Linked DNA regions of Mus musculus: region 2 is linked to region 1. The links are chromatin contacts, called in public Hi-C maps. All regions are on one chromosome and are shown on one strand. The core of a region is the stretch at or near the end of the contact, and the rest is flanking DNA. Distances in the headings are between cores, read along the strand shown. Region 1 overlaps Krba1 (KRAB-A domain containing 1). Region 2 holds the start of 1700026J14Rik (RIKEN cDNA 1700026J14 gene).

The links. Hi-C and Micro-C count contacts between places; a contact is called where the count stands out from the background.
Region 2: a Hi-C map of the N1E-115 cell line shows a contact between it and region 1, with 4 times the contacts expected there. The contact joins the promoter of 1700026J14Rik here to the enhancer-like site in region 1. A contact is called at or near these places in 4 of 39 promoter capture datasets (hippocampal neurons, liver and maxillary cranial neural crest), 10 of 484 Hi-C or Micro-C datasets (the N1E-115 cell line, Th1 cells, cerebellar granule neurons and 7 more), 4 of 115 datasets of contacts at active chromatin or transcription factors (VIP interneurons, craniofacial prominence, neural progenitor cells and 1 more) and 4 of 9 other capture datasets (adipose tissue, embryonic stem cells, liver and 1 more).

The regions. Positions count from the first base shown.
Region 1 is chr6:48,408,512-48,415,073 of GRCm38.p6, reverse strand. It overlaps Krba1 (KRAB-A domain containing 1), which reads right to left. Exons shown (of 18, transcript NM_001347152.1): 9 at 6,348-6,545; 10 at 5,731-5,904; 11 at 5,180-5,356; 12 at 3,280-3,432; 13 at 2,648-2,800; 14 at 1,802-1,996; 15 at 1,571-1,711; 16 at 923-1,018; 17 at 474-584. Among named protein-coding and RNA genes, the nearest start is that of Gm38803, 11 kb to the left of the region's middle. Within about 2 kb of position 1,738, at least 12 of the 459 cell types and tissues checked have an H3K27ac peak or open chromatin away from gene starts, as enhancers often do. A contact at or near this core is called in the N1E-115 cell line, VIP interneurons and cerebellar granule neurons, where this site is marked.
Region 2 is chr6:48,535,100-48,541,631 of GRCm38.p6, reverse strand. It overlaps 1700026J14Rik (RIKEN cDNA 1700026J14 gene), which reads left to right and starts at 4,158. Exons shown (of 2, transcript NR_130985.1): 1 at 4,158-4,796; 2 at 4,896-5,050. Atp6v0e2 (ATPase, H+ transporting, lysosomal V0 subunit E2) reads right to left here and starts at 4,063. Exons shown (of 4, transcript NM_133764.3): 1 at 3,778-4,063; 2 at 2,361-2,408; 3 at 1,466-1,592; 4 at 1-1,204. The coding sequence starts at 3,881. The coding sequence ends at 1,499.

The DNA of each region.
Region 1 (6,562 bases), core at 489-2,988:
AGAGGAGCCACAGCTCAGAGACACAGCAAGTACCCAGCACAGGTATAAGAGCAAATAACTGCATGTGGCATGGACACTCAAGTCCTGCACACCTCTGAGGTCTTCCCAGCACAAATCAGGGCATGGGGACATCACCCTACTGTTGTCACTGTGGGTCCCTGGAGCAATGTATAATGTGAAGCCTGTGCTCTGTGCAGGATGTTAGCTAGGTCACTCAACAGTGCAAAGGTTCAGGTCCTTCAAACCCAAACTTTGACTCCAGATGCTTCGCAATGCCTCTAAAAGGTGATCCTGTACAGGCACATCTATGAAAACCCTGAAGTGAACTGTGTACTGAGTGGCTTCAGTGTAACACTTTCCTAACCATGGCGCAGGGAACTTGGAGCATGTTTACTTCTTTATGATGGGACCTGGTTCTAATTCTCTCAGCGGCCTCTAAAGTACAGCAAATGCTGGAAAAGCCAGCAGCTCACCTGCGGCACTGGGTGGTCTATGTCCAGGCTCCAGGTCCCTGGAGTCTTCAGTACCCTTGGGCTCAGGCTTTTCCTCCAGCTGAGGGGCAGGCGATGGGTGGCCAGCTGCTGCTGCAGAAAGGACACAGCACTGGGGATTAGGACAATACTGCTTTGTCAGCATCACTCCAACATGGGGATATTCTGATGAGCCACAACCCCCACTCCTACCCTCACCCAAGGAAAAATCTTCAACTTTTAAACAATGATTAAGTCAGACGCAAGGTGCTGGGGATCCTAACACTGACGGGCTAGCCTGCTGTGCATGTGGGGACCCACTGTCATTTCCTACTAAGTCCTCGGTGTCTTAGAAGGAAATGTGAGGAGTGTGGGTCATCCTGAGCCCCGCACAGGTGGCAGCCAGAGCCTGCGAGTGGAGCGGCCTCTGAAGATGGTTCCCTGGCCCCTACCTCCTTTTCCTTCAGCATTGGTGACAGGCCCAGGCTGGCGTGTGCGCTCTGCACCATCTTCTCTTCTGGGTGGGTGGGGCTTCTCTTCTGCTCTTCCTGTAGAAACAAAGTCTGGGTCCCAAGGTCACAGCTCCGGTGGAGAGTAAAGTGGCTTGTAATACCAGATGCCATTTCTACACTTCCGGCCAATTTCAAAAGTTCTATTCTCACTGTGTATGTGATGTTGGCGATCAGACCCAAGGCCTAATGTATGCTAGATAAGTGCTTTACCAATGAAACAGATCACTTTGGATACTTCTTTTGTTAAAATTGTCAAGCCTTACAAATATTATTGGATTCTATATGGTGAGTATGCGTGTACACATATGCATATGTGCATACATTAATGAACATATATGCTGTGTATAAATAACATGTATGTAATATACACATCATTCAGTGGTTACCGAGCTCTCCTAACAGAGCACAGCTCTTGACTCAGGCTCGCTTTCTCTCTGGCTCAGCTTTACAGGCTGTAAAGCATAAAAAATTAGAGGAACATTTTAATGAAAGCCAGCAAATTGACAGTGGGACTCGGAGATTGTTGAAGTCTGGACCTCTGGCCCACTGGGGACATGTGGCTGTCATCCAGGGAGACTCCAGGCTCACCTGCGCTGAGGCTGCTGCAGTCCCTGGGCTCTGTTCTCTCACGGTCTTCCGCAGAACAGCTATTGCTGTTGACTCTTGGAGATGCGCCAGAGACAGGGCACAGACGAACAGGGTCCTTACAGGAGGGAGGCTGGTCTTTCTCTGCGTCATAAGTAAGCTAGCATCAGAGTACTGACAGGCACCGCAAAGAGCAGCCTACTGCCATTCCCACCCCCATGCCAGCAGACTCACGCTGGAGGGGTGACTGCCAAAATGCAGGCTCTGGTCTTAGGTCTTCTCCATCAGAGCTGCTGAAGCTGGAGCTGGAGCAAGGGCTGGGACTGGGGCCAGGGCCAGTCACGCAGGTGAAACGCAAGGGCCTCACAGGCAAGATCCCCCTCAGAGAGTTCTCCAGGCGGTGCAGAGGGGAGGGCATGGTGGCTGTCTCTAAACAAAGGAGAAGAGTTCACCGACTGGTACCTGACAGCACCAGTCTGGATAGCCAGGCACTCGGGATTTGTCTTTTTCTGCTCAGCCACACCCTATTTGGGCTCTAGTGGATCCTGAATAACTTACTTCCTGGTCACAGGCAGAGAAGCAAAGCCAGAAGCTAGCCATGTCCCTGGCTAAGTGAGCTTCAGAACTCTCTGGAAGTTCCTGGAAGATGTGGAACTCCCGATCAGGTTTCAGTTAGGTCTTGAGTCTTGCAAGCTCAGCAGCCCTTCCTACTGGGTAGATGGTTGCCAACCCACTTCTTAGCAGACTCTCTCCTCAGCACCATGCAAGAGCTGTCAGTTTACTGAGAGCCACTGATGAACTAAGTGTCATCATTCTACCCACTGCAAAGACTAAATAGCAAGGTCCTGCTAGAGCCACCTACAATCCACAGCAGGTGTACCTGTTAACACCAGCAGCATCTCCACTGCAGAGACCCCCCATAGGTACACCAAACAGCATCCTATTCTTTCTGTCTGCGTCTATAAGCCGTGCAAGGAAAGGAAGATAGGACAGAAATAGAAAAACAGAGACGGGAAGGCTATTGGCTTGACAAAAACTAACTGGAGGGAAATTATGATGTATATCCTGAAGGTAGCTCACCCTCTTGTGGCCATTGCCATGTTCCTGGCCTGGTGGTCACTTGGTGGCAGGTGGAAGTACAGGTCTGTGGACTGTCTTGATGCAGACTCCTGCTGGGCACTTCTCCAGGACGCTGTCTGAGGTGGGGTGGCTCAGAGGCCTCACCTCTCAGTCCTGTTTTAATGAGAAGAGTCCTGGTAGTCCTACGGTACCTCATCCTGCCACAGAATGGACAGAATTTCTGCCACTGCCAGGCTTTTAGCACACAAGCTTCAGGTGTGGGAATGGCCTTGCTTGGTTGCTGCACCAACCCAAGCCATATGGAATCTCAGGAGGTATAAAATTTAGTGCCCAGACAACAGGGCATAATACAGCCATGTCAGAACACTTGGTCAGCAAAGCTCTGGCTCAGTGGAGCAGCAGACAGTAGTTCTGGGCCTCTATGCCCTGGACTCTGCACTCTGCCTATCGCTCCTGCACATGTCGGGAAGTGACTATCCATCTGCCTGCCTGCCTCAGGGCTCTGGCCAAGCTGGTTTCAGAGCATCCTCTCAGCTCAGCTGAGATCTGAGGGCTGCTTGCCGCTGCCAAAGCCAGTGTAGGATAGGAGCGACTGCTCTTCTCTCAAACACCCACAAATACCATTTTGTTACCTTCTCTGTCTCCAGTCCAGTTCCTGGGCTCTGTTCTCTTCAATCCCCTGTTGACAGCCGAGGAGCATGGCCAGGCAGCCTGTGGCCTGGGAATAGGGATCTCTCTCAGGCAGTTCTCCAGGCCTTGGAGTGGAGAGTTTCCTGGTAGATAGCCTGTGAAGGTCAAACATGAACAGTCTATGATGGGTTGCCAGTGCTCTGTGAATCCCTGCAGCCTGCCTCTCAGTATGACATCAGGTTACAGGAAGTCTAATTTTTCCACAGGTTTCAGACACATTGCAGACAGCACTCCTAGCCATACAGTCTTATGTAAATAATATGAACTAGATTATGTGAGGTTCTAGAGGAATAAGGTTAACAGACAGCACTGGCCGCATTCCTTTGTGAGGCACCTCCTGTCTACTCTGGACCTGGGCAGAGGTTGTAAGCAAGGGAGTGTCATGTGGGGCTAATGTAATGTAGCATTGCATAGCTTAGAAGTAAAAGCCACAGCAGACAAAGGTGCTTGGCACAAGTCTAAGTACACAGGAGTTTGATCTCCAGAACACTATGGTGTTGGAAGATTTAGAACTGACTCCTGGAAGTTGTCTTCTACCATATATATGCCATGATACACACACAGGGGTAGGGGGAGGCTGAAAGTTGAAGGGCATTTGAATTGTATACTGTGGGTGGGGGGTAAGGGTTAGGGCTGGGGAGGGGGAGGGGTTGCCTCAATAGGACTCATGAAGAGGAAAAAAAGCAGGCTCCATAACAAAAGTAGTCTCCTGAACTTGCAGTAAAATGTTACTTAGCTTTTCTACGTATGTGCCAGACAAAAGCAAAGAAAGCCACCCTGCCCCGATTAAGCAGTGTTTGGAAAACCAGCAGAATCTTTGATCAGGCAAGAATAGGACACACATAAGCATGTGACCTACTCAGCTGGTGCTGGTCTTCAGTTTCAGCTCTGCTGCTTTAATAGCTGTGCAGTGCGACAAGCCAAGCTTGACATTGATCCTGCTGTTGACTTAGAGCCACATAAATCAGGAGCTTGGTAGGTGTGGGTTTGGGGACTGTGAGAAAATGTAGCTCTCCACAGTCATCCACAATGCCCGAAGGAAGCCCTGGCAGGCTGGTTTTACTCATCAGGGGAAACTAAAATGAGTCACTCTTTAAGCTGCCATGTCACGGATGCAGATGTCAATTTTACATTTCTAGGTCTTCCCATTAACAACAGATGTGGCCAGGGCACAGATGGGCAGATGAAGTGGGTATCCAACATAGGACAAGGCAGACATGATTGTTCCAAGAGGGAAGGCAAAGGTAGATGCTGAGAGAGCTCTGTAAAATCCCCAAGTTTGGTCTGGAGAGATGGCTCAGCAGCTAAGAGCATGACTGCTCTTCCAGAGGTCCTGAGTTCAATTCCCAGCAACTACATGATGGCTCACAACCTTCTGTAATGGGATCCGATGCACTCTTCTGGTTTGTCTGAAGACTGCAACAGTGTACTCACATATATAGATTAAATCTTTAAAAATAAATCCCAAAGTTGCCAAGACAGACTTCCTCTGGCAGGGCCCAGGGAAGTACATGATACTGAGTATAACTCTGAAGGCGGTCTTCTGTGGTTCTCACTCTACTTCCCCTAAGTTGGAGGTCAGTTAGTATTATAGACACTTCTTTTTGTCTGGAATAGGGAAGTATTTACACTAAGGGAAATTAAGGACACATGGCCAGTCATTGTCCTATCCTCTCTGAGCTAAGTCACCACAACAGAACCTCTCACTCTGCCAAGACAAGTCCTGGGTCTGCTTCTGTGTCGGAATTCCCGCTCTTCTTTTGGTGCTAGAGCAGAGGTAACAGTGGACAAGGACCTTGGACTCCTTCCCAGAGGACTACAACCTCAGCTGGACCAGCTCACCTTTCCCAAGCCGTTGCCCCTGGCTGCTCCTGGGGCTCCTGAAATCCAGATCCCCATCACTGCTGCTGGCTGAGGAGAAGCTGGTAGGGGTACCCTGGGAGCCACAGGGTTGAACCCCAGGTCCTTCTCTCATGTAGCCCTGCAAGCTCAGAGGCAGAAGTGGCTCCCTTGTAGCTTCTGCAGAGAGAAGAATAATTGGGTCAAGTCAGAGCCTGCTGGAGAAATCCTTGGGCCTTAGAGTATATGGCACCAGGACACCTAGCCCAGAGATCCCCTCCCACTTCCGGGGTTTCCCATGGCACTGATGAAAAGTCTATCTAGCACCCCCTCTCTGCCCCCTGCAAGTACTCTTGGGAATAAGGAGAAGTCCTCAGAGCAGGGAAAGTAGGTGGTAGCATTTGATTCTCAGCAAACCTGGATAGCTATTTGGGGGAAGGCATGAGGCAGGGGTTAGGAAAGAAGGACATATACTTGAGGAGGCCCAGAGAGAATGATGACCAGCATCTTCCTCCTGTGTGGACAGGAATATCTGTTAACCCAGGCCCAAGTACCTTCACTGTGAGATCCTTGTTGCTGTAGCTCAAACCTCTGAGACCCGGCATCTCCTAGCTGAGGACTTCTGGACCATGAGATGGCTAGTGACTGAAGAGGTGATGACCCACCTGGAGGGATGCCCTTCAGACAGGCCTCCAGAGCTTCTAGGGGTGAGCTTGAGGCCCTGCTGGCTGGACAAGAGAGGCCACCTTATCATCTTATCTTGCTGGGCTCTGGCCTGCTTGTCAGACCCCAGCTTGGCCCTTGGCTGGCCTGTCCACAGCCTGCTTCTAGAGCAGGCTCCAAGGATGTGATAAGCAGGAAAGCCTCTAGTGAGGAACTTTGAATGTGTTTTCCGCTTCTGAAGAAGGAATGAAGCTGACCCCAACTCTGAGGAGAAGGGTGGAGCCCACATGCAGTGGTCAGCTTTTATAGCCAGGACCTCACTGCCAAAGGAAGGTCCTGAAACCAGAGGGCTGCCTGCACACGGGCATGGATTAAGAACATGGACTACAGTGTAACAGCTTGGGAGGAGAGGCAGGGAAAAGGATCCTTAGCTGAAAGAGAAGCAGGTACTTGTGGGCTTTGGAACTCATTCCCATGGGAATATGTGGGTAGATAACCCAGAACTTACCTAGAGTCATGGGGCCCCAGCGGGGCACACGGACCTCTCTGTTGTCTCCAGTGGAATAGGAGCTATAGCCTTGCCTGCTAAGCTGGCAGGATGCTGGCACTGGGGGACTCTGGGCCCAGCCATCTTCTACCTTCACCGTGGCAAGCATACTGCCAGCTTCATGACTAGGGTGGGGAGGAGTCTGGAGGTGTCTCATCCCTGCGGGAGAGGTGATT
Region 2 (6,532 bases), core at 2,909-5,408, 120 kb before region 1:
ACTTAATGCCCAGCAATCTGAGCTATAGTGTATTCTGCTGCCACTCCCAAAACGACCCCCCTATAAGGGGAGGGAGACCAAATAAATAGTCAATAGATAATCAAGACTGGGCTTTCTTCCCCTGGGAACTCAAACAGCCACTGGTTAGGAGCCATGGATTATATAGGCCTCTGTCCTAGCAAGCCCTGGCAACACAGGCAAGAATGCCCTACTCACCCTCTCAGAGAGGTGAGGGCATGGGCTGGAGGAATGCCCTGGGCTGATCCTCTGTCATTTACATTTTCTGTCTCACTGTGCTTGGCACAGAACCATATGAGCTTAGGGACAGAGGGTCTCAAAAGCCAGGGAGGCATAGTGCTAGTAGTACCCCAGAAACGTCACCTTTGTCTATCCCCCAACCTCAACTCCAAATCTCTTCAATGGTACTGGGATCTGCCCCACCACAACCCAATGAAGAGTGGCAAAAAGGGTTGTACCCCAACTGACAGGTACTAGGGAGTGGGCGATCTTATCTACAGAGGGAGAGGAAAGTGACTAGAACATTCCAAAGACACACTACCTCCCTCCCATGCCAAGTGATTTCCCTGCTGCTAAAGGCTAAACATGGAGGCTTTGATCCTGACTGTGCCGGGTTTTTGGTGTGACTGCTTCTTTAAGACATCAGCACCTCCAGGAATGTCACATCTACAAGTGTCAGAGACTAAATGGATATCATTCACTTCAGAGCTGGAGGAGGCCTGTGACCCTGACCCAATATTTCAACACGGTGGAGACAGAGTTAAAAAGCCTAGAGATTTTGGGCCACATGTCCCTTCTCCACAAAGACTCAAGTCCTTTCTGGTACTGGGCTGAGTCCTGCCTTCTGCTCCCTGGATGAAAATAGATAACAGCAGGTCCAGCTCCTTGACCGGGATCTGCTTGGAAGAAAGAGGGAAGTGCCAAGTGTGGGAATTTAAGCTCAGGTAAGCTCCCACTGTGGCCTGACTGAGCACGGGGCTTGCCCAACATGGAGGGCCGCTAATAGCTGGGAACACAGGGGAAACTGAGACCAGAAACTGAAACCAGGTTGGCTCTGGGGGTTATGGATTCCACAGCATGATGGCAGGGCGAGCACAGGATGGTCATACAGATGGGTGGGGCCAGAGGGAATGCAGGGTCTCCAGGGACATCAAGGCTGGGCCATTCACCCTTCACAGCAGGGCATCTGAAAAGCACACACCATTAAGAATTACCACTGAGACAACCTTCTCCTCCCCCGCCCTGCCCCTGCCCTGACTCACCCCACAACCCCCCACCCCCACCCCGTTCCTTGGAAAGCTCCTCAGACTACTAGCATTGCCTTTCATTCCCCTTGCTAAATAAACTAATTCCTGAGTCCAAAGGAAGCCCCTGTGGTGGCCCTGACCCCCTTCCTCCCACCACAGGCCCCTCAGTTCACTCTCACGTCAGTCCTTCCCTTCAGTACCTGAGGCCAGAAGCCAGCTGATCACCCCAGGGGTCACTCCCACAGGAAACGCACGTACCAGATGGTCTCATTCTTCAGTTGTGGCCCAAACAGGGGGTTCAGTTGGGCCAAGATGGCGATGAGCCAGCTGCCAGGATAGCAGAGTGAGGGGGGTCCTGGACACAGAGGGACCCACCATACCCAACATACCAAGGGAGGACTCGGCTACTCTCTTTCAAAGAGCATGGCAGGGTCTGTGTCCTGGTTGGTACAGGGAATGGGTTCAGGATTTGTGAATTTTGATGTGAGTTTATTTTATTTTCTCTAAGTATATAATGTCCCTGAGCTGGGGCTGGACCCAGGGTGAGGGTGTCCTTGGGCCTTAAGAAGCCACTCCAGGGTGGTGAGATGGCTCAGCAGGTAAGAGCACACGACTGCTCTTCCAAAGGTCCTGAGTTCAAATCCCAGCAACCACATGGTGGCTCACAACCATCCGTAATGAGATCTGACTCCCTCTTCTGGTGTGTCTGAAGACAGCTACAGTGTACTTACATATAATAAATAAATAAATAAATCTTTAAAAAAAAAGAAGAAGCCACTCCAGCTCTGTCACACACACTCTGCTGCCCCCTAGTGGTTACACTGGCTCTATCACAAACACCCAGCACTTGTTAGCAGTATGATGCCCTGACTTCTGTATGACTGAGTCTAGAGTAGAGCATGAAAACTGTGTTTGAACAACCAATCTGGAGGATTCTGATGCCCAGTTAGGAGCAGATACTACTGAACTGGTCCACAACTCACGTACCTCACAGCTCAGCTGGGGGCACCACAAACTGCAACTGTCAACTGAGGCAAAATCAGACCCAACTAGTGGTCACCACAGCCCCCAGCTCCTGGGGAAGGCAATACTCACAAGAGGTAACAGCAGACAGCAGTAGCTACCAGCATGGTGATGATCACCCTGAAACAGCAAAGAAGGAAAAGCAGCATTGGTACACGGGGCCCTGTGTCAGCCCTCCTGGTGCTACCTGAACACCAGCATCTCCAGGATGCTGGGGTCCGCTCCAAGTAAGAATTACAAGATTGTCTACATCCAAACGGTGTTGTAAATCTCTTCCTTCTCCATCAGCAAACACCTCTCCATCTGTATGCTGGAGAAGGCTTGCCCACACTCCATCTGTGGCCACCCACCAGAGGATGGCCTCAAAATTCATCCAGCAACATCAAAGAAAACAAAAGACCACAGTACAAGGCAAGAAGCAAGGGCACAGCCACTGTTGACAGAGGCTGGGCTGTTATAGAAAAAGCAGGGGCTTTGGATCCACTCAGGAAATCAGAGAGACAGAGTCTTACAACACAGCTGAAGGGACAAGGAGCTCACCAAGACTTCCAGAAGAGATGACATGGAGAGTGATTACAAAGCAAGTCCAGTTTAAATCGTGTGTGTGTGTGTGTGTGTATACACATGTGTGCTGGCTTCCAAAAGCCAGAAAGGGCCTCAGATCTCCTGGAGCCATAGTTAAAACAGTTCTGAGTCTCTCAATATGGGTGCCAGATTCTGGTCCACTGGAAGCAGAAGGTGCTCTGTCCAGCAATCACTTTCACATTTGTAGGAATAAAGGCGATGCCCATCCGTCTATGCCTCCAGTTTAGGCTAAGTCTAATCCATGACAGAGCCTAAGCACTTCAAGGTGGTGCTGAACGGATTAGTGCCCCAGCCCTCCCTTAACACTACAAGGCAGCTGGGACCACTCCTGGCTGTGCAGTGGATTGTCAGTGCTGAGAAAATGGACAAAGGGCAAAGTGTGAGGCTTTCATGACTTGAGAGGCTAACAGGAGAAGGGGCTGGCATGTGGTGCAGAAAATCTGCTAGGAATCTTCCAAAAATGAAGGCAGCTAAAAACATCCAGTATACATACACAGCATGCCCAGGACATTGCTTAGGGCAGACCTCACACCAGCCCTACAAAGCAGGTGTTGCCAGAGCCCCTATTTTCCTCAGTGAAGAAATTGAGGCCTGGCATTTGCCCAATGTCACACAAGAATAAGCAAGGAGTGTCCATATGCAGCCTTTACCGACTGCATGGGTGTGGGTGACCTTTAGCCACCTGCTTGCCCTGACATCTGAATCTATCCGTTCACCCAGCCCTCTAGCCTGTTTCCTGGCTGCCCCAGCCCAGGTGCAGAGATCTGGAAGAAGTCATGTAGGGGCGTCTCTGTGAGGGCATGAATTGCAGGGTAGCAAGCTGGGAGCCCAGTGTTAATGGGTGAGCCCAGCTAGGGGACAGGGAAGCGTCTGCAGGGAATCGAGGCCTGCTCGCCTTTCTTACCCGCGGTTGGGTCCTTTGGGCACGAACCAGGGCCCAGCGATGCCGATGAGGCCCCAGAATGTGGTGAAGATGATGACAGGGAGGGCAAAGGAATGGGCTGTCATGGCTGGGTGCGCGATGCTCAGGTGGGGTATCAGATCGAACGGCAGACTCTAAGCAGGTGCAAGTCTCGGCAGAGGGCTGTGCGCATGCGCAACGGAATCTCAGCCGGGAAGGCCCTGGACCAAGCGAATCTGCGCTCGCGCATCCCTGAACATCGTCCGCTGGGATAGCTCGCCGCTATCACGCAGAACCAAGGGCGGGACTTCCGAGGAACCTTTCCTTTGATTGGCTGGGTCGGTTTGCTCCGATTTTGCAGGTGATTCTAGGCTTAGGTTTGCGCTTTCTTATTCTCGCTAGAAAGTGGCAGGTCACTTGCAGTGCTCGGGCAGCCCAAGGTGGCTGGGGACAGGATTGGAGGAGACCCTAACCAGAACGGAGGCTTTGTGGGGACCACAGGGGTTTCGACCAGAGGACTTCGTGGAGCTGAGAGGCCACAAACTTGGCCTGAGCTAAAGCCTCCCCTCAGCGAAGTGAAGCTTGCAGTCCTCTGCAGAGCTCACTGCTTCACTGAACCTTGGAGATGCCCAGCTTCTGGATCAGGCTACAGTAGTTAGACTATTTTTCCTCTATGGTAGGGGTTCAGGCGATCTGTGTGGAACATAGTAAGACCTGGGACACTTGAGGCCAGCCACTCCTGAAGGGCTACAGTCCGGGTGGGAGCTGGAGGGGGAAACCACGTCAGCACAGTAGTGATTCTTGAAAGGAGGTGTGCCGCAGTTGGGGACAGATCTTATGTTTCCATGGGAACGACCTCCAAGGCCCCTGTACACCCAGCCTACCTGTGCAAACTTACATGCTGCGTATCTAGTTATCTGTATGAAGAAGAAAGATAAAGGCCTATCTTACACTAAGTCCAGATTGGAAAGTCGTCGTGGAAGGCCTCTCAGGAAAATTCCACAACAGGATGGCCCAGGCAGGTAATTAGCCTTGCTCACAGAACTTGACAGGCAAGAGCCAACACTGGTACTCTGTCCATCCATCTTCATAATGGACTCTGACATTGTTTTTTCCCACAGGTATACTTCCTGGATTTTCTGTAGCCGGTCCCCCGAGCTGTAGTCTAGTAGTTGCTGCTGCGGGGAGAGATTAAAGTGACAGCAGGAAGACAGTCTCTGGGTTCTCCTGTATAGATTCTCTCATTGTTCTGACAAAATAAACTTGAGGAAGGGTTCATTTTGGCTCTAATTTCACCATGGTGGGGAAGACACTGGGGCAGTCAGTCACACTGCATCCACAGTCAGGAAGCAAAGAGAGATGAACCCTGGTGCTGAGCTTGCTCTCTGTTTAACCCATAGAATCATTAGCTACCCACAGTGTGTCTTCCACCTCAATTAACCCAATACAGGCATGCCCAGAGATTTGTTTCCTAGGTGATTCTAGATCCAGTTAACAGTGTTGTATCACACTCTGCAAGCAGCGGTATCCCACTGCCCTTGCCTGAGCTGCATAGCTTCAGTGTTCTTACCCTACTGGGGTCACTTCTGTGAGTCAGGACGCTGACTCACACTTAACCCCAGCTGTGCCATCTTGCTGCCACTTCCTCAAAGAGGTCTCGCTGGGACTACCGGAGAAAGATGCTGAAGGAAAGTTACTGCTTTGCTACATTACAGTGACATTGCCTTCTCACAGAGCTAGATACCCACTTAGGAGAAGAGTCTAGATAAACATCGAGGCAACGGACATCCCCTAATGATTCTGTGGGTTGAAAATCCCAGGCCAAACTTGATCTTGGATTCTTTAGGTAATTGGAAAAGCTGGCCAGCCTGAACCAATGTGATGAGAACTTTGAGAGCCACACAGACATGGCCACTGTGACACATCCTGAGAGAGGGGATTTTCTATAAATCTCTATGCCAGAGGTCTTCCACCTAAATGTGGCTCAGGACCACAGGAAACACTAGCAAATGCTGCTGGGAGGTCTTTGTCCCCACGAGTCACTTTCAGGCACCCATGCTTGGGTGCAGAGGTGAATGTACCCTTGGGTGCTGAGGGTGGCAAGTGTTATGGACAGAGGTAGCGTTCTAAGAGCCAAGTGAGAAGCCCAGTGGTGGGGCTGGAACGGGAAAGCCTTCTCGGGTCTGAGGATTTTGTTTAACCATGGTTAGGCTCACATTGAGGAGGCTCTGTCTCAAGAGTCCCCAACAACAGACACTGACACCAGGAAGGTACGATTCATCAGGTAGCTGCACCCTGGGTTCCTCTCACACTTGAAGAAGGCAGAGGCTCAGCAGGCTTTCAGGTCTCAGCTCACCACACTCACCTTCCAGCATATTCCTGGAAGAGGCTACCTTGCTTTGTGGCAAGTGCTGCCTCTCCTAGGAGCTTTCCTAAGAACATGCAAGGTCCACCCCGGTGGAGACTGCCTATGGCTACCTGTTTCTAGATTATAGCCACCTGCCTTCTTGGAAGGCCAGGGAGGATCCTCCAGCACCACCGTGGGCTGCCTCTAAGTAAGCAGCTACACAGCTGTAGCCCAGAAACAGCCACACATATACTGTTGCCTCCTGTGGAGCTTTAGTACCAGTGAAAACCACACATGCTGATACGCTATGATCGAGTCTCCTGGCCAGAGGTCTAGTAGTCTCCCAGCATCTGTGCCACTTTGCTCCATCCTGCCAGGAGGGCTAGTAGAGGACACCTGACCTCTGAGCAG